Regions from separate parts of the Drosophila melanogaster genome. Here region 2 is linked to region 1. The links are chromatin contacts, called in public targeted proximity ligation maps. All regions are on one chromosome and are shown on one strand. The core of a region is the stretch at or near the end of the contact, and the rest is flanking DNA. Distances in the headings are between cores, read along the strand shown.

What was found.
Region 2: a contact with region 1 is called in a targeted proximity ligation map of the Kc167 cell line, with 4 times the contacts expected there. A contact is called at or near these places in 61 of 107 Hi-C or Micro-C datasets (the Clone 8 cell line, the D17-c3 cell line, the Kc167 cell line and 19 more) and 2 of 7 datasets of targeted methods (both in the Kc167 cell line).

Annotation. Positions count from the first base shown.
Region 1 is chr3L:5,808,483-5,815,548 of dm6, forward strand. It overlaps mad2, which reads right to left and starts at 4,611. Exons shown (of 3, transcript NM_139734.3): 1 at 4,460-4,611; 2 at 4,233-4,379; 3 at 3,653-4,171. The coding sequence starts at 4,532. The coding sequence ends at 3,768. kri (krishah) reads left to right here and starts at 2,491. Exons shown (of 3, transcript NM_139733.2): 1 at 2,491-2,838; 2 at 2,904-3,497; 3 at 3,583-3,746. The coding sequence starts at 2,597. The coding sequence ends at 3,447. vn (vein) reads right to left here. Exons shown (of 6, transcript NM_001014565.2): 6 at 4,856-4,992. The coding sequence ends at 4,952. S6k (Ribosomal protein S6 kinase) reads right to left here and starts at 2,449. Exons shown (of 10, transcript NM_001274521.1): 1 at 1,808-2,449. The coding sequence starts at 1,918.
Region 2 is chr3L:5,869,909-5,876,783 of dm6, forward strand. It overlaps CG5568, which reads left to right and starts at 1,593. Exons shown (of 3, transcript NM_139735.4): 1 at 1,593-1,857; 2 at 1,914-2,425; 3 at 2,477-3,610. The coding sequence starts at 1,690. The coding sequence ends at 3,434. CG18586 reads left to right here and starts at 3,403. Exons shown (of 3, transcript NM_001274524.1): 1 at 3,403-3,865; 2 at 3,950-4,461; 3 at 4,514-5,558. The coding sequence starts at 3,725. The coding sequence ends at 5,471.

The DNA of each region.
Region 1 (7,066 bases), core at 3,361-5,860:
AGCCAGTGAGTTTCTCCACCACCCTTCGATTTGTCCACTACTCCACACGGAGCTTATTCGGTATTTACACAGAGAGAAAGAGCGTGGCATCCACACAGATGTACATTCGTACACTTTCCGCACACGCACACACACCTTTCGCTTAATGACAAACTAAATTTAGAACTCGGAACAATGCCAAATAATCTGCCGGCGATGCTGGCGCTGTTCCTCGTCCCCTCCGGGTCCATTTGCCGCCCCCTCGGACGCGGCTGCTCCAATCGGAGGAAGGCCACAGTTAGGGGCGGCAGATTCAGAAGAATCAGCAGCAGCCGCAGCCGCCGTCGTCGTTCTCGTCATGCCTAAAATTTGTATAGAACATTTTTGACTAAAGTTCAATTGAATGGCGGCATCGGAATAGGAATCCGCATCTCGACATCTCGTCGCGCAGCACATTAAAAACTGGTTCACCTCGTCAGCGTTGGCGGTGAATTTCAATTAACAAATCCATCATAATTTATAGCGTTCATACAAAGTCAGTGGATGGGCGGAGGGAGGGGGTGTGCGCGCTTGCGTAAATCAAGTAAATCGACAGGTCTTGGAAAAGGTGTGCGATATGGTAGTGATAGGTTCTTATCAACACCGAAAAGGTTTCTCCAGCTATGTAATTCCCCCGGGCAGACAAAACCAATAATACACAAAGAAAAATGATAATTACCCAAGAGCTATTCTCTCCCTTTTTAGTAGATTATTTTCGTACTTTTAAGCCATTACTTTACACAATTTGTCTAAAAATAAATCAATTGACATCATAAGATGACGGCATATGTACACACATTGTTGCTAAATTACATATATTTCAGGCCAATTTAGAACTTTTAATATTCGAATTAAGAGTTTTAGCAACTTGCTTTAGCCAAAATGCATTTATTGCGACTAGTATTGAATACGGGAAGTAATTTAAGCGTTTAAATACAAACTTATCAATTTAAGAACCGCTCATTAGCACAATTAGTAATCAGTAATTCGGTACTTAATGACTACATACTATGGAAACTAATATTCTTTTCCAGTGTACTGTGGTGCAGTTACAACTGGTTCCGTATAGCACCACCACCCCAAACACGACGGTTTGGCTCGACGATCGCTCGATTTCGATCTCAATCGCCTGCCTGCCTGCCTGCCCTTTTTCCTTCCATTTTGTTGTGCTCCCTTATCGGCGCGTGGAGGTTTTTCTCATTTTCTAATTTTATATGGCACGCTGATAAGGAATTTCGTTTTCTAAGTGGAAGCTAAGACACTTGCGAGAGTGCGAGCGAGTCGGCGTTCATTTTGGGCCTCCCTCTCCTTCGCACACCACCTTTGCAGTTGTTGCATTATCAGCTGAGACAGGGGCGGTGGCAAGCAGGGGGCTGCCATGGAGTGTGGCGGGCAATTGGGGCTGATTAGTTTGAAGGACACCACCACTGGCTTCGATTGGCCCATATCAATCGAAGGTGGTTTCGTAAGGAGGTTTTCTCTGATCGAGTCGAACTTATGGTACAATGAGTGAGCGCATGTACATGCGCTGAATAATCGGCGACTGGACTGAAACCGAATGACGCCAGACATTTGCGCAGCAGATAAGCCCAGTTTGCAGGGTGTGCGGCTGGTGGATATGCTGGTTCGGGGGTGTGGAATCGGGATGCCCAGACGAGCGAAAGGAAAACTGGCAGACAAAGCGCAGAAAAGGTAAACAAAGAGGGAAATTGTTGCTGCGCAGTTTGCATCGGGGGATGGTGCGGCACGCATTGGCACGGGATGGCATGGAATGGGGGCTATATCTTACATCGTCCAGCTCGATCCTGTCGTCGTCGGAGTCCCTGGCCTTGTCGTCCTGCAGTTCCAGGTCGTGCAGCTCCAGGTCGAACAGTTCGCTGGGATCGCTCACGTCCGCCATTGCGTGCGTGTGTGTGTTTGGGCGAGTGCGATTCTGTTTGGATATGGATATGGGAAGTGGATCGCCGCTGGTCCGCTCCTGAACTGGGCGCTCCTCTCGCGGGGGGGCGGAAGCGCGTTGGCGATTTATTTTAGTCTCTGGCTATGAGTCTCCTTGTTCAGCTGGTTGGTTCAGATGGAACAGTACAGAACAGAACAGCAGCGGTGCCGATTTCGTGGCTTTCGTCGTGGCCCGAAGGTTATTGTTTATTAGTTAATGGCAATACAAATACACACACACATGGGGGCACACGCACCAACACTGCGACGCACGCACAACGCACCCACACTCACGCACACAGACACTGTGCTCAATGCCTTGCCCACGCGCGCCCTTTGAGTCCGCTGATGTGCAAGAAAACGTTGTTGTTCGCGAACGCCTAATCGCAATGCAGTAATCAGTAATTAAAATGCACTTTTTTCTTTGTTTGCGAGTGAAACACGAGGTGATTTGCTGAGTGTGGCCAGTCGTGCGCTAACTGCCAATTGCTAGAAATTACCGAGGCGCAACGAACGGCAATGCCGCGACAAAGTGTGGCCGTAGCAAGCCAAGCACGCGCTAGGAGGACAAAGTGCTACGTACAATTCTTTTAATTTATTTATTTTATGTAGCCAGTGATAGCAACCAAATAGCCGAGTCATGCGCACCGGCTCGCCCAGCAGCAGCGGCTCCCAGTCGGAGGAGGGCAGCAGTTCCTCAGATCACCAGCAGCCGCAGCAGGAAGCCCAGGAGCAGGAGCAACAGCTGCACACTCCCACGCATGCACATGCCGCGGTGCCAGCTGCCACATCGGAGGAGATCCTGGCGGAGTACGGCAGCAACCTGAAGCTACTCGAGTGCAATTCCCAGGTGGCCGAACTGCTGACCATATTGCGCGACAAGTAGGTGACGTTGGGGAGGAGGAGTCAGCAGCGTAGTAGCAGTACAACAAAATTCTACCCCCCAGGAACACCACGCGCAGTGACTTCAAGTTCTATGCCGACCGTCTCATCCGGCTGGTCATCGAGGAGTCGCTCAACCAACTGCCCTACACCCATTGCGATGTGGAGACGCCCACCGGTGCGATTTACGAGGGACTGAAGTATCGCTCCGGCAACTGCGGCGTGTCCATCATCCGATCGGGAGAGGCCATGGAGCAGGGACTGCGTGACTGCTGTCGCTCCATTCGCATTGGAAAGATCCTGGTCGAGTCCGATGCCAATACGCATGAGGCCCGCGTGGTTTATGCCCGCTTTCCCGATGACATCGGCAGCAGGCAGGTGCTACTCATGTACCCCATCATGTCCACGGGCAACACTGTGCTGCAGGCGGTGAATGTGCTGCGGGAACACGGCGTACCCGAGAGCTGCATCATCCTGTCCAATCTCTTCTGCACACCCATTGCCGCTCGGACCGTAGTGAATGCCTTCCCCAAGCTGAAGATCCTCACCTCCGAGCTGCATCCCGTGGCACCTAATCACTTTGGCCAGAAATACTTCGGTACAGACTAGATACTTGGGTCTATCTCGCAGACTTGACGACTAAGCGCTGCTTAGGATAGGTAGCTGTCGCCCAGACAAACGCCCTTTCCTGCGTTGCGCTCCACTAACAAATGCTACCCTCTCTCACTCTGTTTCGTCCTCCAGATTGCATTTGAGACACACAGACAAATAGACGACCCCTGCGGCCAACCAAACTACTACTTAGCAACTGTTAGCTTTTCACAACTGGCTTTTAATGCAACTCTCAAATACGTTACGTTCGTTACGCACTATTGTAAATATAGAAACGAAATAAATATTTAAACATTAGGATGAGGCGGTACTGCCTTTTAAGTGCTCATCTTGTAGTTGACCACGGTGTCCACCTTGTGCAGTCCTGTAGAAAAGGAGCGCAGCTGGACGGCCTGCGGATTCTGTATGACAATGGCACCCGTTTCGTCCCATTTGGCCGGTAATTCGGTGTTCTGCAGCGTGTGAATCATTATGTCGAAGGTGCAGATGCAATCGAGCAGTGGCAAATAGCTCACGGTGGCCGAGATCTGCCGCATAACGTCGCGAATCTCGTTCTGTATGCGACTCAGCTCCTTGGTGGTTGTTGCCTTGGTGGGATCACTGATATCGCCATCGCCCAACTCGGCCTGCATATTAAAGTCCCAGCACTCGAGCACCTCCTTGGTGTGGGCGTTCGTAATGACCATCGAGATCTTGTTGATCATGTTCTTCGAGAGCCATTCTATAGGTGAATACAAATAATGGTCACCATAAACTTGAATTTTTTCCAAAAGACCACTAACCTTCAGTTTGGCTGAGCACGTTCTGCAGAAAGGTCTTGATCTTGGGATCCTTGGACATTAGAATGGTTAGCCCATACTGCTGCGTGTTGTTAAAGTCTTCGGCTGGGTAAATTCCGCGTTGGAAGAGGATCGAATTGATGCCGTACTCTATTTAGGAAAAAAAAAGAACCAGAGACGCCATTGCAGGCGAACTTACAGACGCTTTCGTGACGTAGCTTGCTACTCACTCAGGTATTCCACAATAATCTGAGCGGAGCCCTTGAGTGTGATGCAGTTTTTGGTCGCCTGGGCAGTTGACATGTTGATTTAAGTCGATTTAAGTGGGAGAGAAATTAACAATTTGCTAAATTGCCGCTATTTTTGAAAGGTGTTGACTAGCAGAGATGACAGAAGCTCGATATACATTCGATACGTTTGTCTGCAATATATCGATAAATATCGGTGAATGTACTCGCTAAATTCAGTATATTTCTATATTTGGTGTGTGTATTGGCTATGCGACCAGGGATGGTGGAACCAGGGATGGCTAACTCCGACCAGTGCTGCCAAGCAATTCCCAAAGGGCGGCATATTTAAATTCATCAATTTATTTGCGCAATAAAATCAAAACACAATTATTGATTGCAACAAATTCAGAATTTTATTGGCCATCCTTGTGTAAACTAAATCTAAGCATGAGATCCATTTCTGAGCGCAAAAGTAATTCCGCGTGGTTCGGCCTAATGGGTTCCATCCGGTTCATCGTATTCCTGCCAAGAGACTAAAATAAGACAAGACTTTGATATAGCCAGAACAATAGAGGACCCAGTTAATCTATGCTATCCAAAACCTAGCTCGGTTCGTCAGAGCCTTGATTACTCTGCCCTCTGATTTGACAGAAAAGATCAGCAAAAGCAGAGCAGCAAATCATAAACGAAGTACAAGAAGCCACAGTGAACAAGAACAGAATATCAGACCAAATCAAAAAGCAATCGATGTTTGTAAAATGTGAATTATTTGCAAATTTTTAATTAAGTTTTTTCTTACGCATCGTTTTGTTTGTTTTTGTTGTTTTTTTTTCGTTTTTGTTTGTTTAATGTTTTGTTTTAAATTAAAATTAAACTTTACATGGTATTTTTGGTATAAATCTTTCAATAATTAAATATATAAAAAATTTGCCACTTAAAATAACTAAAAATAATCTCTACGCACTTTCTTGCTTTACGCCTAGCCATACAAACTGATGTCAACATACACATTGTGAAGAAATAAAAACTAATTTGCCATTTTACATATTTTGGTGTTGAAATTGCGCAAATCCAAAAAAAACGAGGACAAATAAAATAGTATTTCGAAATTAAGTAGCTCCATGGTGTCTGTGTGGGGTGTTCGTGTGTGTGTGTGTGTGTGTGTGTGAGCTTATAGCTATAATTACGTTTAATTTAGGTGTAATTAAATACAATAAATTACGGTTAAAGAAGGGCTTGCATTACCTTAGTTGAAATGTACACAAAACTTATCGTTAGTTAAAACGAGAGCTATTTACAGGATTTATTACAAAGTTCTCGGCTACGTCAACCTTTGTTATCATTTTAAAATTATTGTCTATGATACAACAACAAAAGCGCAACAATGTCAAAGTCAGGGTCGAATCGGTAATGCTTTGCTCTCGAACTTTGAACCGCAAACTTCGATCTTAGATGTTATATGTATGTGATATATTTCGTAAAATAAATAATTTAAAATTCTGCTCAGCTTTCATACATCCGATTTATACATTTAAGATATTCTGTCACCGTGCACAAGAACAAACGTAGCTAAAGTCAGTCTGGATCTGGAACTTTTCGCTCGGGAAGAAGGAACTCTAGGCGAGGGGAATTGTACGAATTTTGAAATGTTTTCTGTTTTCTGTTTTCGGATATGTATTCTTTGTAGTTGCAAACTTTGAGAACGGTGATGGGTTTTTGGGCATGGTCAGCTGGTGCAACAAATTCTCTAATTTTTTAATAAACGTAAAAAATTACAATTGTCCACGTTTTTGGAGTGCAGGGAGTTCGATTTTTTTTTTGTTTTTCGTTTTGTTTATAAAATCATAAAAATAATGAAACAAAATTCTATGCATTAATAGTCGTTATTTAAGGTATGTATTTGGCCGTAGATTGCAACAAAATATCTGTGAAGAGATTAAATTATAAATAAAATTAAAAATTAATCTTTCAGTTCTTCATTTACTGCTAACTAAAAGCTGGCTAACACCATTTCCACAATTAGGGGCAACTACAAGCATAAAATTGCGCTCTCAAATGAAAAAATCCATGCAGAAGGATATTGAAGAGAAGGTCTTTAGCAAGAACTACTTGAAAATTAGTGATTTGATATATGTATGTATATATTTTTATTTTGGGTTCATTCGAGCTCAAGATTTCACTTTGCCGTGGAGTTTACACTTAAGGAGGAAACGAGCACAAACTAAGGAAGTAATAGTGAACAGAGTTACCCAAATCGGAAACGCAGGAGATTAGTTAAAAGAAAAAATACAAAAAAAAAAAAAAACAATCACCAAATAAAAGAAAACGAGGAGCAGAATGAAATTGTTGGTTTGTTTGATTTGATTTGAATTGGGTTCTTTTCGGTGTATTTTTTTTTTGGTTTGTCAAAATCTACAGCCAAGTGTTAATGTCTAATAACGAGTAATAACTTAAATTAATTGAAAATCATAAATTCTAATGGGTTATCGAATGTGGTTTGTTTTTAATATTTGCAAACTACAAATAATAACACTGAAAACAAAACAAAATTCAGTTCCCGTTTCAAATGTTTAGTCAGTTCGATGCCTTTGTGGGTGAGTGCTGTTT
Region 2 (6,875 bases), core at 343-2,842, 58 kb after region 1:
TTATAAAACGCAATAGCATACTTTTAGGCTATAAATATAAAAAAAATTACAAATAAATTACATTGGGTAAGAATTTTCTTGCTCCTGAACAGTTACTTAGCTCTTAAAGAGATGAGCAATATTGAAAAGCAGATTTTCGGTAATCCCTTAAGCAACACACTCTGCATCGTACCTTCGATAAGTTTTGGCCAGCGAAACTTGGCAATCCTTTGCGGATGCAATTTGGAATTAATTATGGCCCGCTTGCTTGCCACTTGCCACTTGGCCGGGAACTTTTTGGGGGGCGAGCGGAGAACGGCCGACGCAGCCGCAACTTCGGACCAGCTTGTGCTGAGGTTACAAATTCTCATATGTCGCCACACACACAGGACGAAATGTGATGGACAGAAGGACATTTGGGGGCGAGGAGGTTTGGGTGGATTGGAAGCAGTTGACACAAGAGCATTTAACGCTTCAGCACGTTTTCAATTCAATTTCCACATCTTGAAGGCTGCGCCAAGGAAGCCGAGGCGTTGGAGCGTGCGAAAACTTAAGCAGACGCACCGAGCATGACAAACGAGGCTAAGGACAATGCCGGCAGGATAATGATAATGAAAGCGAATCGTGGGCGCTGCAAGACGACGGGCGTGGCCGGATAAAAAACGGAAGCTAGTGCTGCTTAATGAAGATGCCTGCAGTGGCAGCCTTGCAATAAATCAACAAATTACGCGGCAAGGGCTGACTAGGGGATTGTATCTCGCAGATACCGAGATACTTGGCCATATTTGTGCGCAGAAACAATAAGTGAACCGCTTAAAAATGCATAAATCAAGGCCCAAAACGCAGCCAAGGGAACTGAAACAAAAGCGAAGCGAGAAGCAACTGTCAAAATGATAATCGCCAACAACTGTTGAGGCTGTCTTGGCCTTATGACAAATGTTGTCGTCTCGAAAAGGGGGTGTGTGTGTGTGTGTTTCCTAAAACACCACCCACCACGCACTGGCCGAAATCAATGTTTGAAAAACACATTTTACTTATTAGTTTCGCTATGTTTGCGGAGGACAGGGTCACTCAAAATAGCGCATCATAATGGGACAGAGCAGAACTGAACGATTTCGATTCCGATCCATCCATGTCGGTCATAATCGTAAAAACAAATGCAAAACGCAAAAGCCAAATTCCTGACAGCACATTCCCCCAATTGTCAACCCCTTAATCCACTTGTTTTCCAAAACCCATAATCCTCTCTTTGACGGCTGCCCATTATCATAATCTTATTGTTGGTGGTGGTGGAGATTCCAGTCCAGCCCAGCTGACCATTTGCTGAAACACTTTTCGACATCTTTTTGAGTATTTTACTATGGGATGCAATCTCAAAATCGGATTATCAGCGGTCATGAAAACAGTCTTGGCAATTAATCATTGCTTAAGTAAACATAAATAGTAAATATGATTAGTATGGCAACAGTGACGGAATAATTGATTGGTAGATGAAATAAATTCACTTATGAACAAAACTTTTAGTATCTCTTTCTTAGCTCAAAGAAATATCGATATAATAAGTCAGTTGATAATGGTGAGACCTAACTTGAAGCTTTAAATTCGAGTTCTTGCGTCTATCACTTTCGTTTTTATGGTATTACTATCACAGAAGTTAGAGAGATATATAAATTATAAGCCTTCATTTTAATTCTTAACGTATTATACAAAATGGGTGAATTGCAAGCGGGAAAATCGCCCTTTAAGACAAGAAACACCTTTGATGAAAACTTAAAGATCTGGAGTGGTGGCGAAAAACGCAGTTTATTCTCACCAGATTTGTCCATTGGAGAAATTATCTTTCAACAAATGGAGCGCAATGCTATGCTCACTGCCCAGGTACTTAATAAATTTACAAGAAACAATATTTATATTCATCGAAACAAAACCTTTAGATTTCAGTTACAGAAAACACTGAGCTGACCTGGAAAGACATCCAGACAAACGCGATGAAGGTGGCAAGTTATATGCGTAAACTGGGTCTGGAGCAAGGTGACTTTGTGGGAGTCATTGGCAGGTTGACCACTCACTTGACTGCTCTGGCCTATGCCTGTTTCTTTAATGGAACTCCTTATCATGCCCTACACACCGAATACGAACAATCTGCCATCGAGAGACTGTTCGGAATAACCAAGCCACGCTTAATCTTCTGTGATGGAGATGAGTTTGAGAAAGTTCAAGCAGCCACCAAAGGCCTTCAGGTACAAATAGTAACCATGCGTAATCACCCGGCAGGAATATTGAGAATTCAGGATATTTTAACCACTCCCGTGGAGATGAACTTTCGACCAGTGCGACTGAAAGACGGTACTGATCAACTACTGGCCATTCTTAGCTCTTCGGGAACATCCGGCCTTCCAAAGGCAGTCACCATTAGCAATAGTCACCAGATTATTGGGAGTTTTCTGTAAATATTACCACCTTAATTTTATACACCCATCTAATTTATTATTTTCAGACCCGTGGATAGCTCGATTATTCAGTATAACCCAAACACTTTGGATTGGGCATCAGGCATCACGATGACCATCAATGCAGCCGTGTTTAGCTTGACTAGTATAATTGAAGATTGTGACTTTGATCCTGCCAATTTGTGTGGCCTAATTGAGAAGTATCGAATATCGATGGTGTTCGTAAGTTCCTCGCAATTGGCGATGCTGTCCAATTGCCCGGAATTCTATGCGGCGGACCTATCATCCGTGAAGTATTTCTTTTACGGCGGATCAAACTGCTCACTGGAAGTCCAGAACAAAATTCGCAGCCGTCTAAGCAACGAATGTGTAAATTTCAGTTATACACTAACCGAGTTGAACAGCCCCGGATGCCTAAACTTCAACTTCGATGAGAAACCCAATTCAGTGGGTCGTCCGGTTAGAGGCATTCAAATCAAAATAGTCAACGAGCTGGGTGAAGCACAAGGACCCAATGTCGTGGGCGAGATATGCTTCAATAATGGTCAGAAATGGCCTGGTTACTACAAGAATCCGGAAGAAACGAAGAAGATGCAGGACTCGGAGAACTGGTTTCACACCGGGGACCTGGGCTACATGGACGAGGATGGATATTTGTTCATTATCGATCGCTTGAAGGATATGCTCAAGTATCAGACCATCATGTATTACCCCAGCGAGATTGAAAGTGTCATCGCTGAAATGCCAAATGTTGTGGAAGCTTGTGTCTTTGGCATTTGGGATCCCGTTTATGGAGATAAGGCAGCCGCTTCAGTGGTCAAGAAACAAGGAACCCAACTAGAGGCCCAGGATGTTGTGGAGTATGTGAGGAAACGTATACCTGCCAAATTTAAGCAGTTGAATGGAGGAGCTTTGATTGTGGATCACATTATTCAGAGTGGCAATAGAAAAGCAAACAGAGCGGCCACAAAAGCTGAGTTTTTACGAATTATGGAGAAGAATTAGTTTTGCATATTTAATTATTGTAATGTTTATGTTGTATTTGTATTTTTATTGTATTTGTATTTGTATTTGTTGTATTTATCGTAAGCTTTTTAAGAGGTTCGCCATCTTAGGCATTTTTTCATATTCGCCGAGTAAAATAATACCGAAACACATATCGATTACAAAATCGTTAATACAGCTGATCTTTCGTAATTATGTACATTATTGCTGTGAAATAGCATTGCTGATACGAGGGGTTATAATAGCATAATTTACTTAAAAACTAATAATCGACTCAGCATTTTCTTATAATGGCTGAAATGGAAGTAAAACAAAAACTATTGAACGCGATGTGCACTTATGATGATAAACTCAAGATCTGGAGTGGTCGTGAAGCACCAAGTTTATTTTCGCCAAACTTATCAATCGGAGAGATAATCTTTGGGGATATGGTAAACAATCCGAAACTCATTGCCCAGGTGAGTTTCTTTTCTCTCGAAATCAGAGAAATGTATAGATTTGCATTGAACCACCAGATCTCGATCACGGAGGACATCGTACTCACCCGCGAAGATCTTCATATGAATGCGATGCGAGTGGCTAGTTATATGAGGAATATGGGCTTGGGGCAAACTGATATAGTGGGGGTCATGGGCAGACACACGACTCACCAATCAGCTGTGGCATATGCATGCTTCTTCAACGGAACCCCCTTACACGCCCTTCACAATGCCTACGAAGAGGCATGCATCGCCAAACTTTTTGGAATCACAAAGCCCCGCTTGATCTTCTGCGATGGTGATGAGTATGAAAAGGTTAAATCGGCCACCAAGGACCTCCAGGTAACGATAGTCACCATGCGGAATCATCCGAGGGGATCAGTGAGGATCCAGGATGTTCTGACCACTCCAGTGATGCAGAATTTCCAACCACTTCGTCTCAAAGATGGCATCGATCACACTCTGGCCATTCTCAGTTCTTCCGGCACCTCGGGATTTCCAAAGGCAGTTACCATCAGCAATAGTCACAAGATCATTGTGGACTACATGTAAATATAGTTAAAGACTTTTATTTCATTTTCTTAAACAACTACATTTCAGGGCAATTAATAACTCCAATATTCAGTATACGTCGAGCACCCTGGACTGGTGCTCGGGTCTTTCGATGGCCATAACCTCTGGCGTGTTCAGTACCACTAGTATTATAGCGGACTGTGACTTTGATCCTGGGCTATTTTGTCGCGCCATTGGAAAGTATAGGATCTCGATGGTGCTTCTAAGTAGCTCCTACCTAGCCATATTTGCCAACTGCCCAGAGTTCGAATCGGCTGACCTGTCTTCATTAAATTACGTGATTTTTGGAGGATCAAGCTGTTCTCTGGAAGTTCAGCGTAAAGTTCGCAGCCGTCTTAGCCACGATTGCCTAAATTTTTGCTACGGCCTAACTGAGCTCAACAGTGCGGGCAGCGTTAACTTAAATTTCGATGAGAAACCCAATTCAGTGGGTCGTGCGATTAGGGGTATAAAAATCAAGGTAATCGACGAGCAGGGTGAAGCTCAGGAACCCAATGTCGTGGGAGAGATATGCTTCCACAATAGCCAAAAATGGGCTGGTTACTACAAAAATCCCGATGAAACCAGGCAAATTCAAGACTCTGAGAACTGGATTCACACAGGGGACTTGGGCTATGTGGATAAGGATGGTTATCTATTTGTTATCGATCGCCTAAAGGATATGCTGAAGTATCAGAACATAATGTATTATCCCAGTGAGATTGAGAATGTCATCGCCGAAATGCCAAATGTGCTCGAGGCTTGTGTGTTCGGCATTTGGGATCCAGTAAATGGAGATGAGGCAGCAGCATCGTTGGTCAAGAAGCCGGGTACCCAACTGGAAGCGCAGGATGTGGTGGAGTACGTAAGGAAGCGCATAACTGCCAAGTTTAAGCAGCTAAATGGAGGAGCATTAATTGTAGATCAAATCGTTCGAAGTGGTAACAGAAAAACCAACAGATCGGCTGTCAAAGAGCACTTTTTAAAAAATTATAACAATAACTAGTGGTAGCAACAACTTTAGGCAATATATTTCTGAAAATAGGAATGCGATGTAAGCATACACAATAAAATCTAAACTAGTACCTCTTCTACTAATTTGTTCATTAGATCTACACCAGAAATTGAACTCTAGTCTTGCCCTTACTCTTACCCCTACTTTCTTGCAAACAACCCCATGTGGGAATAACTGTGGTCTATTAAAATATGCGCATATGTAATCAGTTACCACTAAGCAGACAGCAATGGTCGGCTACCAAAAACGAATCAACCACTTAGCACCCAATTGAAAATTGAAAAGTGTGACCCAGTTTAAAAGGACTTTTAAAAGAAGATTTGGCGAAACGCTTAACGTAATTGCCAATGCCCATTTGCAGCGACAACATTTCGACATATGAGGAATGTTCGAATGCTTTTATAGGACCCAAGCACATATGGGAGAATCCTTCGTAATGGATGCCATAATTCCGCGCTAATGTTGCAAAAATCTGCAAAGCTGGATGAGTTGCAACAACGACAACAACAACAGCATCGGCTCGAACAGCGACAACAATGGGAACTAAGCTCATAAATTACCATGACAATGGAATTATGCTCTAATCCACCCCGAAAAGTTATTGAACTCTCCGACTGAAACTGAAGCCACAAGCGTAAATCTTGCCTGCCTGTCATAAATTTCGCTGTTTTCGCATTCGATTTTGGTTTTTCGATGCGATTGGAATTGGAATAGAAATATTATTTATACGCATGAAGCAATCGCTGAAAATGAAATCGCAATTTTAATTCAATTAGCCACAGGAGAAATTTTGAGAATGGATACCATTCTTATTCCTCTTACTTCATTCCACAATTACTTCTCGTTTAAGGCAGACTTCTAGAGTAAATGTAGAGTAAATTTATTCCGCATGATTAATTCAAGATTCGATTTTGAAAATCAACAGCAAATTGAAGGTAGGTGTATTTGGTTGGGTACGGGCCAAATACAATAAAAAAAAAAAAAGCTGAGCAAAGTAAAATATTTGTTCAAAGTGTTTGAACTCGAAGCGCAGGCAAACGAAATCAAAGAAACGAAGTCATTACATATGATAATGGAGTCGAATTGGCGGCAGGGAAAACTAATGTTATGAAAATTCGATGAGCACAAAAATTATAGATGGAAAAGAAGAAAAGCATTGAAGAGGCCTACAAAAATTCAGTCAGTATCTTGGAAAAATTGGAAAAACCATATACTATGGCCTAGACCTAACATCTATTGTTAATAAGTTAAAACCAGTTTCCTAGCTTGCAGAATGAATTATAAATATTTTATTCTAAGTTGATATGATAAGTTTTACAACTTAAAGATAGTTCTGTTTTATAGACTCAGTCATAAAATACCTTAAAAAATTCTTTTGAACTATATTAATCCACT